Regions from separate parts of the Hordeum vulgare genome. Here region 2 is linked to region 1. A link is a contact called in public Hi-C data. All regions are on one chromosome and are shown on one strand. Each heading gives the region's core, a stretch centred on a gene start, on an enhancer-like site or on the middle of the called end of the contact. The rest is flanking DNA. Distances are from core to core; before and after follow the strand shown. Region 1 holds the start of LOC123396496 (wall-associated receptor kinase-like 14). Region 2 holds the start of LOC123396402 (SPX and EXS domain-containing protein 1-like).

Evidence for each region. A called contact is a pair of places that touch in the nucleus more often than the background predicts.
Region 2: a contact with region 1 is called in a Hi-C map of leaf, with 9 times the contacts expected there. The contact joins the promoter of LOC123396402 here to the promoter of LOC123396496 in region 1. A contact is called at or near these places in 4 of 6 Hi-C or Micro-C datasets (leaf and seedling) and 1 of 1 datasets of contacts at active chromatin or transcription factors (embryo).

What each region holds. Positions count from the first base shown.
Region 1 is chr5H:56,665,205-56,672,762 of MorexV3_pseudomolecules_assembly, reverse strand. It overlaps LOC123396496 (wall-associated receptor kinase-like 14), which reads left to right and starts at 3,481. Exons shown (of 4, transcript XM_045091413.1): 1 at 3,481-4,533; 2 at 7,319-7,360. The coding sequence starts at 3,714. LOC123396499 (a long non-coding RNA gene) reads right to left here. Exons shown (of 2, transcript XR_006609914.1): 2 at 7,006-7,521.
Region 2 is chr5H:56,911,625-56,919,182 of MorexV3_pseudomolecules_assembly, reverse strand. LOC123396402 (SPX and EXS domain-containing protein 1-like) reads right to left here and starts at 4,778. Exons shown (of 13, transcript XM_045091349.1): 1 at 4,587-4,778; 2 at 4,343-4,479; 3 at 3,722-3,760; 4 at 3,543-3,635; 5 at 3,326-3,442; 6 at 2,729-2,824; 7 at 2,002-2,115; 8 at 1,762-1,815; 9 at 1,305-1,352; 10 at 1,033-1,183; 11 at 711-876; 12 at 557-626; 13 at 12-471. The coding sequence starts at 4,411. The coding sequence ends at 214.

The DNA.
Region 1 (7,558 bases), core at 2,232-4,731:
ATGACAGATGACATGGTTGTATTGAAAGGCATGATGGCTTTGAGAAACTTGCGCTTGCCCATGTATCATCCACATCCTTGCTCACATGGTCCTTGAGTGCCACAGTAGTAGCAGTCACCCTCCGATAGAGAGCACGAGGGTCCTCGTCTTCCTTCATCACAAACTCATCGGCCTTATCAAGTATCACTTCATAGTTGGACCGTTGAATGCTTGAGCTTCCCTTGTACAACACCATAATGTGCTCCCAACAGTCCTTGGCCAAGGTGAAGGGACGCAAGTGAGGAAGATCTTCAGGTGGCACTGCGGACTGGAGAATAAACAAAGCAGAGTGATTGTATTGATTGTCCGCATCTTCTCTTGGAGTGAGGTTGCTTGGATTATGAGGATAATATCCTTGCTCGATGATTCTCCACAAATTTGTTGAGCTGTGATTCAAATGAGACTTAATAGAAAATACCCAGTTAGCAAAATCACCTTTTACAAGCTTAGGAGGCGGACCAACAGGATTAAGACGCGGTGTGGGAACCGGTCCTCCATAGACTAAGGGTGGTGGAACAGATGCATACGTCCCATTCCCATCATTTTCGAGAGGTTGGGAAGGTTGCATGCCTTTAGCCGTTTCCTTGACGGAATTGGCCTCCGAATCCGTGGTGGTGGGTTTAACCACCAATGCCGGTTCAGGAGAGTTTTTAATTCCCTCAATTAACTCTTTAAGCATGGTCTTGACCTCGTTCGTCATGGACATCTTGAGTGTGGCCATAGCCGTATTCAAGTCGTCCCTTGTGATCGAAGTCAAGTCCATGCCCTCGGTTTGTGCACGGGGAACTCCCTCATCATCTTCCATACTCTCCAGGTGGTTAAACCCTTAATAAAGAGACGTGGCTCTGATACCAATTGAAAGGATCGATATGGTTGACTAGAGGGGGGTGAATACGCAACAACGACTTTTTAATTAATCTTAGCAAGTTAGGGTAAACAACATACAGGTTCACAAGAATAACAACAATGGGGTGAACCGTAATGAAGCTAACAACAAGAGCTACTAAGACAAGTAAGAGATAGACAACAACATAAGCATACACAAAGTAAAGTTTAGAGATAACCACAAGTGGAACCAATGAAGACGAGGATGTGTTACCGAAGTTCCTTCCCTTTGACAGGAAGTACGTCTCCGTTGGAGCCGTGTGGAGGCACAATGCTCCCCAATAAGCCACTAAGGCCACCGTATTCTCCTCACGCCCTCACACGATGCAAGGTACCGTGATTCCACTATAGGTGCCCTTGAAGGCGGCGACCGAACCTTTACAAACAAGGTTGGGGCAAACTCCACACAAAGCTTGGAGGCTCCCAACAAGACCACGAAGCTTCACCACAATGGAATATGGCTCCGAGGTGACCTCAACCGTCTAGGATGCTCAAACACCCAAGAGTAACAAGATCCGCAACGGATTGGTGGGGGAATCAACTTTTCTCTTGGTGGAAGTGTAGATCTAGGCCTTCTCAACCAATCCCCAAAGAATCAACAAGTTTGATTGGCTAGGGAGAGAGATCGGACACTTTTGAACTTAGGGAGCAACAATGGAGCTTGGGAGGGTAACAGATAGGGTTCCACAGCTAGAAGAACCCCTTATATAGTGGAGGGAAAATCCAACCGTTTTCCCACTCACAGCCCGAGCCTAGCGGTACTACTGCTAGCACTCCAGTGGTACTACCGCTGCTGCTGCGGTACTACCGTTGGCACTCCAGCGCTACTACCGCTGGCTGCAGCGGTACTACCGCTGGGCCCATGGTAGTGCATAAGCACTACCGGGCCAACCACCGCCAAGAAAGTCTTCGCAAAAAGGTCCGTCGAAGTACAACCGCTAGGAAGGCGGTACTAAGCTCCTGGAGCGGTACTTCCACTAACCACGGGCGGTACTACAGCCAGCCTAGCGGTACTACCGCTGGCTGCAACGGTACTACCGCTAGCACTCCAGCGGTACCACCGCTAGGCACAGCGGTACTACCGCTAGGCACAGCGGTACTACCGCTGAGGGACCATTTGCTTAGACGAGATAAACACGGAGGCGGGAGCCACTCCAAAGTTGCAGGTAAGGGGAAAGAAGATAAAGTGTGCGCGTGCAAAATTGATTCCACCCAAACCTTTCCACTACGGGTCCCCTCTTAATAGTACGGCGTTCCTATGACTCAAAGAAAGAGAATCGTAGAGTACACCGTGCTTCTGTTCCATGGAAAGAGGGGGCGAGTCGTCTTGTGCCGTTGACATGTGTTATCTGAAATCTTAACACACACGATTAGTCCTTTACGGTACTGTCATCAATCACCAAAATTACTTTGGCATAAACTATGCCCTAACAGCCGGGTCATAACACATAGTAGGTGACTACAACTTGCAAGATAGGATCAAGAACACACATATATTGATGAAAACATAATAGGTTCAGATCTGAAATCATGGCACTCGGACCGTAGTGACAAGCATTAAGCATAGTAACGTAGTAGCAACATCAATCTTAGAACATAGTGGATACTAGGGATCAAACCTCATCAAACTAACTCGACTACATGATAGATCTCATCCAACCCATCACCGTCCAGCAAGCTTACATTGAGATCACTCACGAACGATGAAGAGCATCATGAAATTGGCGATGGAGGATGGTTGATGATGACGACAGCGTCGATTTCCCCTCTCCGGAGCCTAGAACAGACTCCAGATCTGCCCTCCCGAAGAAGAACAGTCGGTGGCGGCGGCTCCGTATCTTGAAACGCGATGAACTCTTCTCTCTTGATTTTTTTCTAGGCGAGAGAGACTATATAGAGGCGGAGTTGGAGGCTGCGGAGCCACGTAGGCATCACGAGCCTGCGAGGCGCGCCCTAGGGGGGCACGCCTCCTGGGCTCGTGGGCCCGTGGCTCCGTATCTTCGGGTAATTCTTGGGCCAATATTTTTTATATATTTCACAAAAAATCCTCGTAAGATTTCAGGTCATTCCGAGAACTTTTATTTCTGCACGAAAACAACACCATGGCAATTATGCTGAAAACAGCGTCAGTCCAGGTTAGTTCCATTCAAATAATGCTAATTAGAGTAAAAAACAAAGACAAAAGAGTTTGGAAAAGTAGATACAATGAAGACGTATCAGGCGTCAATGAAGCTTCGTCGGAGCTGCAATGAAGCTTCGACGGGTCGTCAATGAAGCTTTGCGTGCGGCGTCGGTGCTCCATTACAGCTTTGTCTCGCTGTTGGAGGTTGCTATAAAGCTTTTACCGATGCTTGATGTTGTCATGGACAGCACCTACAGCTTTGAATGCAACACCAGATTATACGTCCCCTAACGCTAAATTTAACGGCTGGCTAGGCGGATGATTTCGTAAGGCGAAAATATTTGCATGGAGTCCACGACAGAGCCGAAAGACGTGTGTATTCAATTCAAGCTCATTTGCGTGCTACACTAAATAGTTGAAAATCAACTGTCCATTACTGATATAGGGCCCGCTACATGGAGTGCTAGTGATAATATAATATGTTTCTTCCGAAGAAAACGTTAACAGTATTCATGACTGTTCTCCTTGACCATTTTGCCCTGACTAATCGGGCTCACCTACAGCCCCATTCAAACAAGCAACTGCACCTACCAAAATCTCTCTCTCTATCTATCTCCCTGAGTTTACAAGCTCTAGTTAGTACAATCTCCAAGTACGTATACGAGAGATGCACCGTCTCGTCGTCCTGCTCCTTGCTGTCTTGCTCCCCCATGAAACCATCTCCGCCGCCGAAACTCCCGGCGACCGGTGCAGCCGCCAGTGCGGCAGCACCACCGTCCCCTACCCTTTCGGCTTCTCCCCCGGCTGCCCGATCCTACTGTCCTGCGACGCCAGCGTGTCCACGCCGATCCTCCCATACATAGGGGAGAGCGGCACCGCGTACCGCGTGATATCCTTCAACTCCACCACCTCCACCATCGTCGTCGGCCTCCCGCCGTCGTGCAGCCGCAGCGTCCCCGAGGCCAGGAGGGCGCTCTCCGGGCGCAACTACGCCGTGTCGTCCCGCACCGGCCTGTTCCTCCGCGGCGGCTGCGCTGGGATCAACGCGTCGGCGGGCGTCGGATCATGCAGCGTGCCCGCGGACGTCATGTCCAGGCTGCTCCGCACGGCGCGGTGCGTCGGCGTCGGCAACGGCAACGACACCGCCGTGGCGTGCGTCGCCTTCTCCGTGGCAAACTCCACGGCGCACGAGCGCGACGACCAGTTCCTGCGGTGGGAGAAGGTCGAGAAGCAGAGGTGCGACGACGTGCTGACGTCCACGGTGTTCGTGGTCACCGCGGAGGGGACGGCCACGCTGGAGTTCGCCGTGGCCGAGCTCGGGTGGTGGCTCAACGGGACGTGCGGCGCCGACGGCACGGGCGAGCGCTGCGCGGCGAACGCGACGTGCACCGACGTGGACACGCCCGGCGGGGAGACGGGGCACCGGTGCGCGTGTGCGGCGGGGATGGAGGGCGACGGCTTCTCGGGCGGCGACGGATGCTACCGCGGTGAGTCTTGACTGTGTGTGTGACCTCTGACTCTGAGTGCTTCCAAAAATTCCCGAAACATACACAGGCCACACGAGCCGGGCCACGATACATCCCGCGTTCTGTTACTGGGTGGGTCCCGGTGCCGCTGTGCGCCACGTCAGCTGCACACGCGGGTCGTGCCCGCGATCAATCATGCGCGACGTAATCCAATCTCCTGGTTCACACTTGGCGACCTTAAAAAAAAAGTTCACACTTGGCAACTCAAACTAGGCGGCTACTCCACGTTCTTAAAACTTAAAAGGAGTTCAAACAAGGGTCATCTAATCATCCTTTCCCCCATGGCATTTGTCACAAATGTCGGGCGAGTGTAGTGGGTTTCTGGGCAGTGCTCGAACTCGCTCCCCCCTTCCTTCGAATGTTTCTGAAAACTATGTATTTCCGTTCATTTATAATGAAAAAGGACATAGTCCAATTAAAAAAAATTCAAACATCACATCAAGTAAAAGTCCCTTCTGTTCTTATATGACGTAGTTAAACTAAAAATTGCTAAGCAGCTCAAACTAGAAGGCTACTCCACGTTCTTAAAACTTAAAAGGAGTTCAAACAAGGGTCATCCAATCATCCCTTTTTTTAATAAACTTTAGTAAATTTAAATCATCCTTTAGTCTTTGGATCAAATCAAATCATCATCAAGTACAAGTCCCTTATGTTCTTATATAACCAAATACAAACTGAAAATTGCCAAGCATGTTCACTAGAATTGCACCGATCATAATGTGCATTTTTAGGTTGAATAACGTTCGGTCTAGGTGTATTAGCAGTAGGAATGAAAACGGAGCGGAAACGAATGGATTTAGATGCTACCCTATTTATCTTCATATATTGTTTCAAAAAGTGAAAATCAAACCATCTCATCAAGTAAAAGTCCCTTTTGTTCTTATATAACCTAGATAAACTAAAAATTGCCAAGCAACTCAAACTAGAAGGCTGCTCAACGTTCTTAAAACTTAAAAGGAGTTCAAACAAGGGTCATCTAATCATCCCTTTTTTAATAAAATTTAGTAAATCTAAATCATCCTTTAGTATTTGGATCAAAATCAAACCATCATCAAGTCGAAATCCCTTCTGTTCTTATATAACCAAGTACAAACTGGAAATTGCCAAGCATGTTCACTAAAATTGCACCGTTCATAATGTGCATTTCTAGGCTGAGTAACGTTCGCACCGTTTTCGCTCCGTTCATTCCGTTCATAATGAAAATCTAAATCATAATTTAGTCTTTAACCTACTTGGTGTATTAGCAGTAGGAATGAAAATGGAGCGAAAATGAATGAATTTAGATGCTACCCTATTTATCTTCATATATTGATGCAAAAAGTGAAAATAAATATAGATACTTCGGAAATGAATAAAGAAGTAGATACCACCAAAAATGGACACATAATGAATACAGAGCAAACACAGCAACGGAAATGGATGTTGACGGGAACTTAAAAACCTTAAACCATGAAGAAAAACAAAAGCAAACCAACAAACTTAATCAACTGTTAACATGGTTACGAAAATAGATGCTAGCGACTTAGATAGTGTTATAGTAGTTCTGAACAATTATGTATACGGTCTAACTGAGTACATGCATGTATGTGGCAGTAGAAGTTGGGCATCACATGGCTTTCAACTCATGCTCTCGTTCGTGTCGTTTGGTGGTTGGGCAAAAGCATCGTAGGAACGTAAAAACGAAAACCCCATACATGGAAACGGAAAGTTATGTCCCGTGTTTGCTTAGTTGAAAATACCATTTCGTTTATGTTCATGTTTTTGCATAAAAATCATTTTCCCCTTCCTGCAAATTTTTATTTGTGTTTTTTTTTGTTCCCATTTTTCCTCCGGAAAATCGTATACTTTTGCTCCGTTTTCATCCTTAATTAGCAAAAACTATTTAAATCAAACAAAAGATTTACACAAACTAGATGGCTACTCCACTTTCTTTTAAAGAGTACACACAAGTGTTATCTGATAATATCTTCTTTTAATTAAATTGTATACCTTGTTGTGCTAAAAAATTGTATTTCTTAATTACCTTTTTAGGTCTCTTGATTAAAACCAAACCATCATCACGTGCATGACCCTTGCCACTCCTATGAACCAAACGTTGCCTAGCATTTACACTAGAATTCAGAATGTGCAATTTCCTAGTCGGGTGAGATTTTTCAGTATTTCAGACAACTAAGAATTTGGGAAACTGTTTAGATCGATCAAAATGAGTACTATTCCCTTATATTGACATAATTACAATACATTTCTGTCCAGATGCTACATTAATGCTACCATATAGAAGTTAATTCGTGAAAAAAGAGATTTGAAGATAGATATGCAAGGTGTATTTTAACTGTGTGATATTTTGTCACTGGTTACAACATCATAATTATAAATATAAAATAAAAGCCAACGATAGCAACATTGCGTCGCAAAAGTAGACACAGAGGAATATAGGTCTTGGTTTAAACATATAAACTTTATAACAATCGAAATACATAGTACTATCGTAAAAATAATATCCAGCAATATAAATTGAGTCACAAAAGTAGGCATAATGGAGCACATGGGGCCGCCATCTCTCTGATTTCACATCTGTAGACTTTGTGCAGAGCTTTGAACAAGAGATTTTTCAAAGACGTTGACATGATTATGACAAACGGGAATCGCCTAAGGCAGAAAATGGCTGGATCCGAACACTTCTGACCCAGAATATAAATGATGATAGCTACATACTGATGCAACGTTTTCTGTTTTCCCTGTGCAGCTAAGCGGGTTCCCAAGAAGAAGGTGGCTTTCATCGTTGTAGGTAAAAATGTTTCCTGACCTGGTCGTCATGCAATTATACGTGCACGGCGCCATGGGTACGTCCAGATGCTTCTGGTCAAGGCCGTTATGCAGCAGCTATGCATGCTTGACTGCTGACCAGGCTAAAAAATGTTGACCAAGAATTCTACTGCTTGGCTTGACCTGTGCATTCGTGAATAAAGTTAACTCCGTGTTAAAC
Region 2 (7,558 bases), core at 3,529-6,028, 250 kb before region 1:
AGCAGATAATCTTTGTAAATGTGCCGAATAGCATAACTTGTCTTTTGATATTACTATCACTGTTTGGATTCAAGAGTGTTATACATATGGCACATGTGCCAACAACTTCGTTCTGTGGAAATCTATCCTGTATAATTGGCCTTCTGAGCTCTAGAGATGTTACGAGAAAGAACCTCATAAGGACCGGGCTATAAGATTGTTTTGAATGTAGGGTCAGACTGTATGGCTGTTAGAATCCAATAGCCTATCTGCTTCCGAAGGCAGCATATCGGATGACATTTCAAAATTTTGCTTGGCTGTCATCTTGTTCCACTCATTCTCGACGCGGAAAAACACCCACTGGAACCGCCTCACCATTTCCAAAGCTGTTATCGCAAACACCGTCAGGTAGTTGTGCCGAAGATGCGCCGAGAGCTTGTATGTCCATGTACATCGGAGAATGAGATTGCTACCTAACACCCAATAAAATACCTGTAGGGCAACCATGAGAGGATAGTTCAGAAAACTACCAGGGTGTACTAGCTAAAACCATGTTGTGTTAAGAGTGTATATATACCCAGCTACGCCCGTAAAGAAGATTGCTCCATGCACTTGGATTTTTGAACATGAAAATCCTGGTTAAAATGCTGCAATTATAGAGAAAGTCTCGTCAGCAACAATTGGGATACGCAAGGACAGAGTAGAAAAGGAACTTTTGTAGAGAACGGCACCTCAAATCCCAATCTCGCTTTATATCCCAGTAGAAGGAATACAGTGAATTCACAACACTGGAAATAAGCCACAGGGGGCGGTAAAAGCTAATCCATACGTCAGGAAATACATGATACTTGAGAGCTGATAAAAAGATCACAGGGACTGCTGTCGAGTACTTGAGTGCTGAATTTGGTACAAAGACGTTGGTAAGTGTCCAGAAGTAGGTACAGAACATATGATCACAAGCTACATCTTGTTCTATTTCTAGCATTTTAAACATATATGTCATCTGAAGAGAAAGAAAAGCAATCAGAGCTGCAATATGGTGGTGAGTATTACCGTTGAGAAGACAAGTTTTCTCCTTTGTATCCTTGTACTGTCGAAGACACTGGAAGAAACGACACAAATAAGGGAGTACCAGAACTAGAGGAATAGCTACAGAGTGGCTACCACAAATCGAATCTGCTTCAAACCAAGCAATTGTCGCGACCTGTAAAATATCATAATAACAATTAGTTTTTGCAATACCTCGCAATCGTCAAGTAAACCAAGCAATGTGGAGACTGCTGAAGACAATATGTGAATAGAACAAGAGAAACAGAGAGATTAACCTGACGATGGACCATGCGACAACCTGAACGTTCCAGATCTGAAAACACCTGCAAACAAATGCAGCAATTGAGCAACATAGTAGAAAAATCAAACTGAAAATGTCCACTCAGGACAGTCTAGAAGCTAGAAACAGTTCTGTACAAAACTAGGAAATGGTACATTGGAGATGCTCACGTAGTTAGGAGATAATTTTTCTGAAGGAACTACACTATATTACAGCTGAACTGAGAACATAAAATATTATAGTATCTCTCTGTTCCTCAATGTAAGACGTTTTGTCAGTTCAATTTAAACTGCCAAAACTTCTTATATTTAAAAACAAAACAGAGATGGTATTGAACAAGAAAACCATGTCCTGCTATCTATAAGAGTAATTAGTTAAAACAAAACATGAACAGCAAACACTTTTAAATAAATGCCTGCAAACTTTCTCCATTTTTTTAAATGAATGCATACCTTTGACATGGATGTGAAAATATCCGCCATAAAGAAGTCAGGGAATGTAATTGCCTGTAGAGCAAGGGTACATTAAATCAATTCAAAATGTTATTTAATCAGATTTACTGGCTACACAAGCAAGGACAATCAGGTATATACAATAACCACCAGAGACCAAAACATTTTGTTTTGTCTGTACTCTGTAGCATACCAAAAAAGCAAAACCAATCTAATATTACTAGAAATTTGTTAACTTACTTGTAATGGAAGTATTATGCGCCACATGGTCCTCAGAAAGAAAAAGCGTGATGATAAATAGAACATATCAAAAGGAGAAAGGAGGATCATCAGAAGGATAGCATACAAAAGAACCTGCAGACGGGCAGAATGATATGTCAATTCATAACTCAACATTTCAAAAAGTAATGCATCAGAGTAGAATATATTGCATAATATTGCAGTTTCTAACTTGGGGAAGCAGGAGTAAGTGGATGGTACGTCATGCAGAACTTAAGATTCACTTCAATATTCAAAGAAACCATCCGTATGTATGTGTACTCGGACATCAATTGATTATACTTACCATATAACAGTATTGCACTAAGATGGGCATTTCCACTTATTCAATTATTACAGGAGAATAGGTATAAGTTTTAAGGGTAAATTGGCAATCGCATTAACATTCAGTGCTAGCAAAAAGTATAATGAAGAAACTACTGTTCTAATCTTACGACATGATGTAAGTTTCAGTTTATCAATTGACACGACAGAGTCAGAGATACACAATGAGGCATTCATTTTAGTATGTCAACAATATCTTATATTATACTGTTCCTCGGGAGAATTCTTGGAAATTTTTTGCACGAATTTGATTAATGATAACCGATAAGCACCACCACAAGTAAAACCAAGCATACTGTACACAACAAAAGGTCCCATGAGCAAATCACAGAATTAACAACTTAATGAGCTCAAGATATTACACTGGTTGAGATGCAGCAAGAGACACTTCACCATGTGAATACAGATATAGGTAAGCTGTCATACTTGTTGGAACAATTAACGTCAGCCAAGTAGCACACTGCCAATGGAGAAAAATAAGTTTTACTTCAGCAGAACAATATGCCAGAGTACATATAATATGAGAAATTAGACAATATTATGTCGGCATAAAAGAACATGGGCAGGACAAAAACACAATACGGTTTAAAGAAAAGAGAGCCACGTTCAAAACATCGGCCCATCGGTATTCAACTGCAGAAATAATTACCCTGCCGACGCATGTTCATCCAGACACTAAAGTAGGAATCATATATATTACTTGCATAGAAAAGCAAGATAAACACGGTTGCTTTAGGAACGTTATGTACAGTTGTACTAGAAAAATATAATGGAATGGGAACTACAAGAATTGTTGAGAGCTTAATGCCACCATCCATAAAATTCAGGCTACCATAACAACCATATGCCACATAAATTGCAGTACACCATAAAAGCTTATAGGCTATGGATAGGCTTGTCAGTGTAAATGCATTCAAGCAAGATATCAAACGGATATAGCAAACAAGATAAATAGGCATACCCTCCATATTTCTCGGTGTGATAAATGTGTCTGTGGAAGATCAAACACCTTCGCATAATTTACTGATGATTGTGCGAAAACCCACAAATTTATTCCCCATAACCAAATCATCAGTGCCTACAATAGGAACACAAAGCACAATTACATGCGCGACTAAATTTTCTGCATAGAAAGTTGAGTATGTCACATACATGTACAACAACAAAAAGAAACTCACCACCAGAAGAAGAGGATTATAGTATAAGAAAGCCTCGTATAGAAATAAATCTCGCAGATCAACACTCATTCTCATAACCGAATCCCACCCTATCTGCAGGTCCAAGAGCATAATCGATTAACAAACCACATGAAGCTCAATTCATGCGTCACAAAAGCGATTAATAGAGCAACACTGACCTTGCAACAGCACAAGCCCCATAGGAGAAACAATATAACCTGGAAAAGGTACACACTCATAAGCAATTTGAGAAGTAAAATGTCGATCAGGGCAGATGAGAAAATCAAGAGAACAGGGTAATTTCAGTACAAATGGTTAGTGGTTACAGAATAAATGATCAATAAAATACATAATGCCACAGCACAGAACTAGATAAGGACAGGTAAATATGTTGGCGTCTCTTGGAGGAAATTACAGGGTAAATCAGCAAAAAAAAAAAGCAGCATTTCCAACCGAAAATGGATATGCTAAAAGGCCACTTCATCTTCTGTGACCAAGCTAATCATAATAGTGTTCAGGTGTTGTACCGTTCAATTATCATGGAAAACAAAGGCATATCCTAGAGTAGCAGAGATTTATACTCCATGGCATGATTTTTGTCGCTACTACAAAGTTTATGCAATGAGGGGGCTTATCCCTTAACTTCCCCTCAACTCTTGACCTCCTTTGTAAATTTCTTCTGGAACATGACATGAGCCGCAGACAATGTGCATAACGGCGTCCGCAGCACACACTTCCTATACATCGGGATGTACATTAAGCATGCATGAGCGGCCGTCGAAATGGCGCGAAGGCTATACCTTGACCCGCCAGAGGAAGAGCGGCGAAGGGATGATCGCCGCAGCGGGGATGGACGACACGCCCTTCATGTCGACTCCGGCCCTGGCCCTCCGCGCGCGCACTCGGTCACACAGGCGCCTGCGTCCTCGAACGTACCCTGCGCACGGCAGCAGGATCAGTATCAGCCCCGCTGCTGCGTCAGCCCACAGCGGGCGGGCAGGCAGGCGACGTAGCCCGCGAATCGGATCGAGCGGGGGCGCTCACCGAGGATCGACAGAGCGTGCCGCCGCCGGTCGGGGCAGGGGAGGGAGGAGGAGCCGTGCCGTGCCGTCCGTCGGGCAGGCGCAGGCGCAGGCCCCTCCGGCTCTCCGGGGAGGCCGGCGGCGTGGCAGGGAACGGCGAGATCTGCGAGGGGGGGGGGGGGGGGGGGGGGAGGAGGAAGCCGTAGGAAGGGGGGAAAGGGGGGGGGGGGGGGGGGGGGAGGCGCCGACGGCGAGTTTGACGTGTAGGCGGAGCACGGGCGAGCTTTGAATTTTCTATCGACTTTTGGTACTGCTGCTGGTGGTAGAAGAGTGCGCTTTATTCCGTGATGATCTGTTCCCGTTGCTGTTCTCTGGCTTGGAAGATGAATGGAAGGAAGGAAGGAAGGAACGTGGGGGGTTGACACGTCCAGCGCACGCACGGTGGGCGTCCTGCGGTGTAGGGCATATTGGGGTTCTAGATTCTGACGCCAACGGGTGCTTGACAGTGACGTGCTGGGCGCGACCTTTTTCCCTCGGGTTTTTTTTAGGAAGAAAAGAACGGACCTTTTAAATAGCATGGATTTTTTTTTATTTTGCACGAACAGGATGGAAGAAATGCTCGAAGGGACCTTTCAAATAGGAAAGGAGGTTGCTCCCCTCGATTTGCAATGCATTTGTTGCTCACTTGGGTCTCGTCGAGAAAAACAGGAAAATAAACCAATATTTTGCGTCTAGTTTGGTTGACCGTATTCAGGCTGCATAGAGCGAGGGGGTCGGTTTTGGCATGATGTTTGATGTTTGGTGTCCAATAGGCGCGTTATCTCAACTTTTTTTTTTTACTTTTTGTATGCATGGACCGAAGTCGTGTATTCCTCCCGTTAAAATTGTATGCCTTGTAAAGTTGGTTGCACGTGCGGAGCCAAATGACATCCCGTGCTGGTTATTTAGGGTGCCCGCTCCCGCGTGTTGAACAACAAGCATTTGCATGTGCGAGACAAATTGCCTCTTCGGCCACCCCGCCTTGCTCCGTCGCCGGTGAAATCGACCGATGAAACGGCTCGCGACATCCTCAACCACTCCTTACACACACGACCCCCTCTCCCCCCTCGTTGTCGACGCAAACCCTAGCACGGGGTTGAGTTGCGACTTCGTCGGCGACGCCCCTCCTCTTAGCAGTGGCCTCGCACGCGGCTTGTTCTTGGCGCCACGAACGATCGCGATGGGTGTGTTAGATGATGAAGCGTTCCTACTCCCTCGAGGGGAGCCGCGTTGGTTTATATTGATAGGTTGTCTTGTTGTGCAAGAGATAGATACAAGAGTTTGAATACAATAGGAGATAGAGGAGATAGAGGAGGAGGTTGAGATTACAACGATATCTCTGTATTCTAACACCCTCCCTTAATCTCAACTACCTAAATTAAGATTACTCTTGAACTCATCAAATGGTCGTGTTGGTAGTGCCTTGGTGAAACCATCCGCCACTTGATCTTTGGAGGGAATAAACCGTATCTCAAGCTTCTTTGCTGCAACCCTTTCTCGTGCAAAGTGAAAATCAATCTCTATGTGCTTTGTCCTAGCATGAAACACTGGTTTTGTAGATAAGTATGTTGCACCCAAGTTATCACACCATAAGCATGAGATCCGATTATTTTTAACTCCCAATTCTGCAAGAAGTGACTCAACCCAAATAACTTCAGCAGTTGCATTAGCCAAGGATTTATACTCAGCTTCTGTGCTTGAACGTGATACAGTGGCTTGTTTCCTAGCACTCCAAGAAATAAGATTTGGTCCAAAGAATATAGCAAAACCTCCAGTTGATCTTCTATCATCACTACAGCCTGCCCAGTCAGCATCAGAAAATGCACTCACAAGAGTGGAATTAGAACTTTTGAAATGAAGTCCTATACCCATATTATGCTTTACATATCTTACAATTCTCTTGACAGCTGCCCAATGTGCAGAAGTAGGTGCATGTAGATACTGACAAACTTTGTTAACAGCAATGTAATATCTGGGCGTGTGAGAGTTAAATATTGCAACGCTTCCACATCACTCCTATACCTTGTACTGTCTTCCTCTTGGAGTGGATCTCCTTCATGGGCCGAAAGTTTTTCTGAAGAAGACAAAGGTGTAGGTACTGGCTTGCAATTTTTCATCCCCATACGAGACAAAAGTTCAGTGATATATCTCTCCCGATTTAACATAATTCCATCTTGAGTTTTTCTGACTTTAATGCCTAGAAAGAAGTGCTAATCACCTAGGTCTTTTAAAGCAAACTCTGAGCTTAGGTCATGGAGAAGAGCATTGGTGGCATTTTGTGAAGAACTTGCAACTATAATATCATCAACATATATAAGCAAGAAAATGACCACTCCTGCCTTGTTATAAATAAACAAGGATGTGTCAGCCTTTGAAGCAATAAAGCCAAGAGATTTCAACTACAAGCTCAGTCTAGAATACCATGCTCTAGGTGCTTGTTTCAAGCCATAAAGTGCTTTATCAAGTTTGCAAACAAAGTTGGAAGTTTCTTACTTTCATACCCAGGTGGCTGTCTCATGAACACTTCCTCTTCCAGAACACCATGCAAAAACGCGTTCTGTACATCTAGTTGTCTTAGGCTCCATCCTCTGGACATAGCAATGGCCAGCACAAGTCTGATAGTTGCAGCTTTCACAACATGACTGAAAGTGTCCTTATAATCAATACCATAACGTTGCTTGAAGCCTTTTGCAACCAAACGTGCCTTATACCTGTCAATGGAGCCATCTTCCTTCTTTTTAACTCTATATACCCACTTGCAATCAATTATATTTTTACCTTTCTGATTTGGTACAAGATGCCAAGTTTTATTTTTCATAAGCGCAGAATATTCTTCATCCATTGCCTTCTTCCATTTGGGATCATCAAGTGCACTGCTCACACTTGTTGGCTCTCCTGAAATACATAACATGCCATATGGTATAGTCCCATCCGTTCTTATTTTTGGATTTCGTA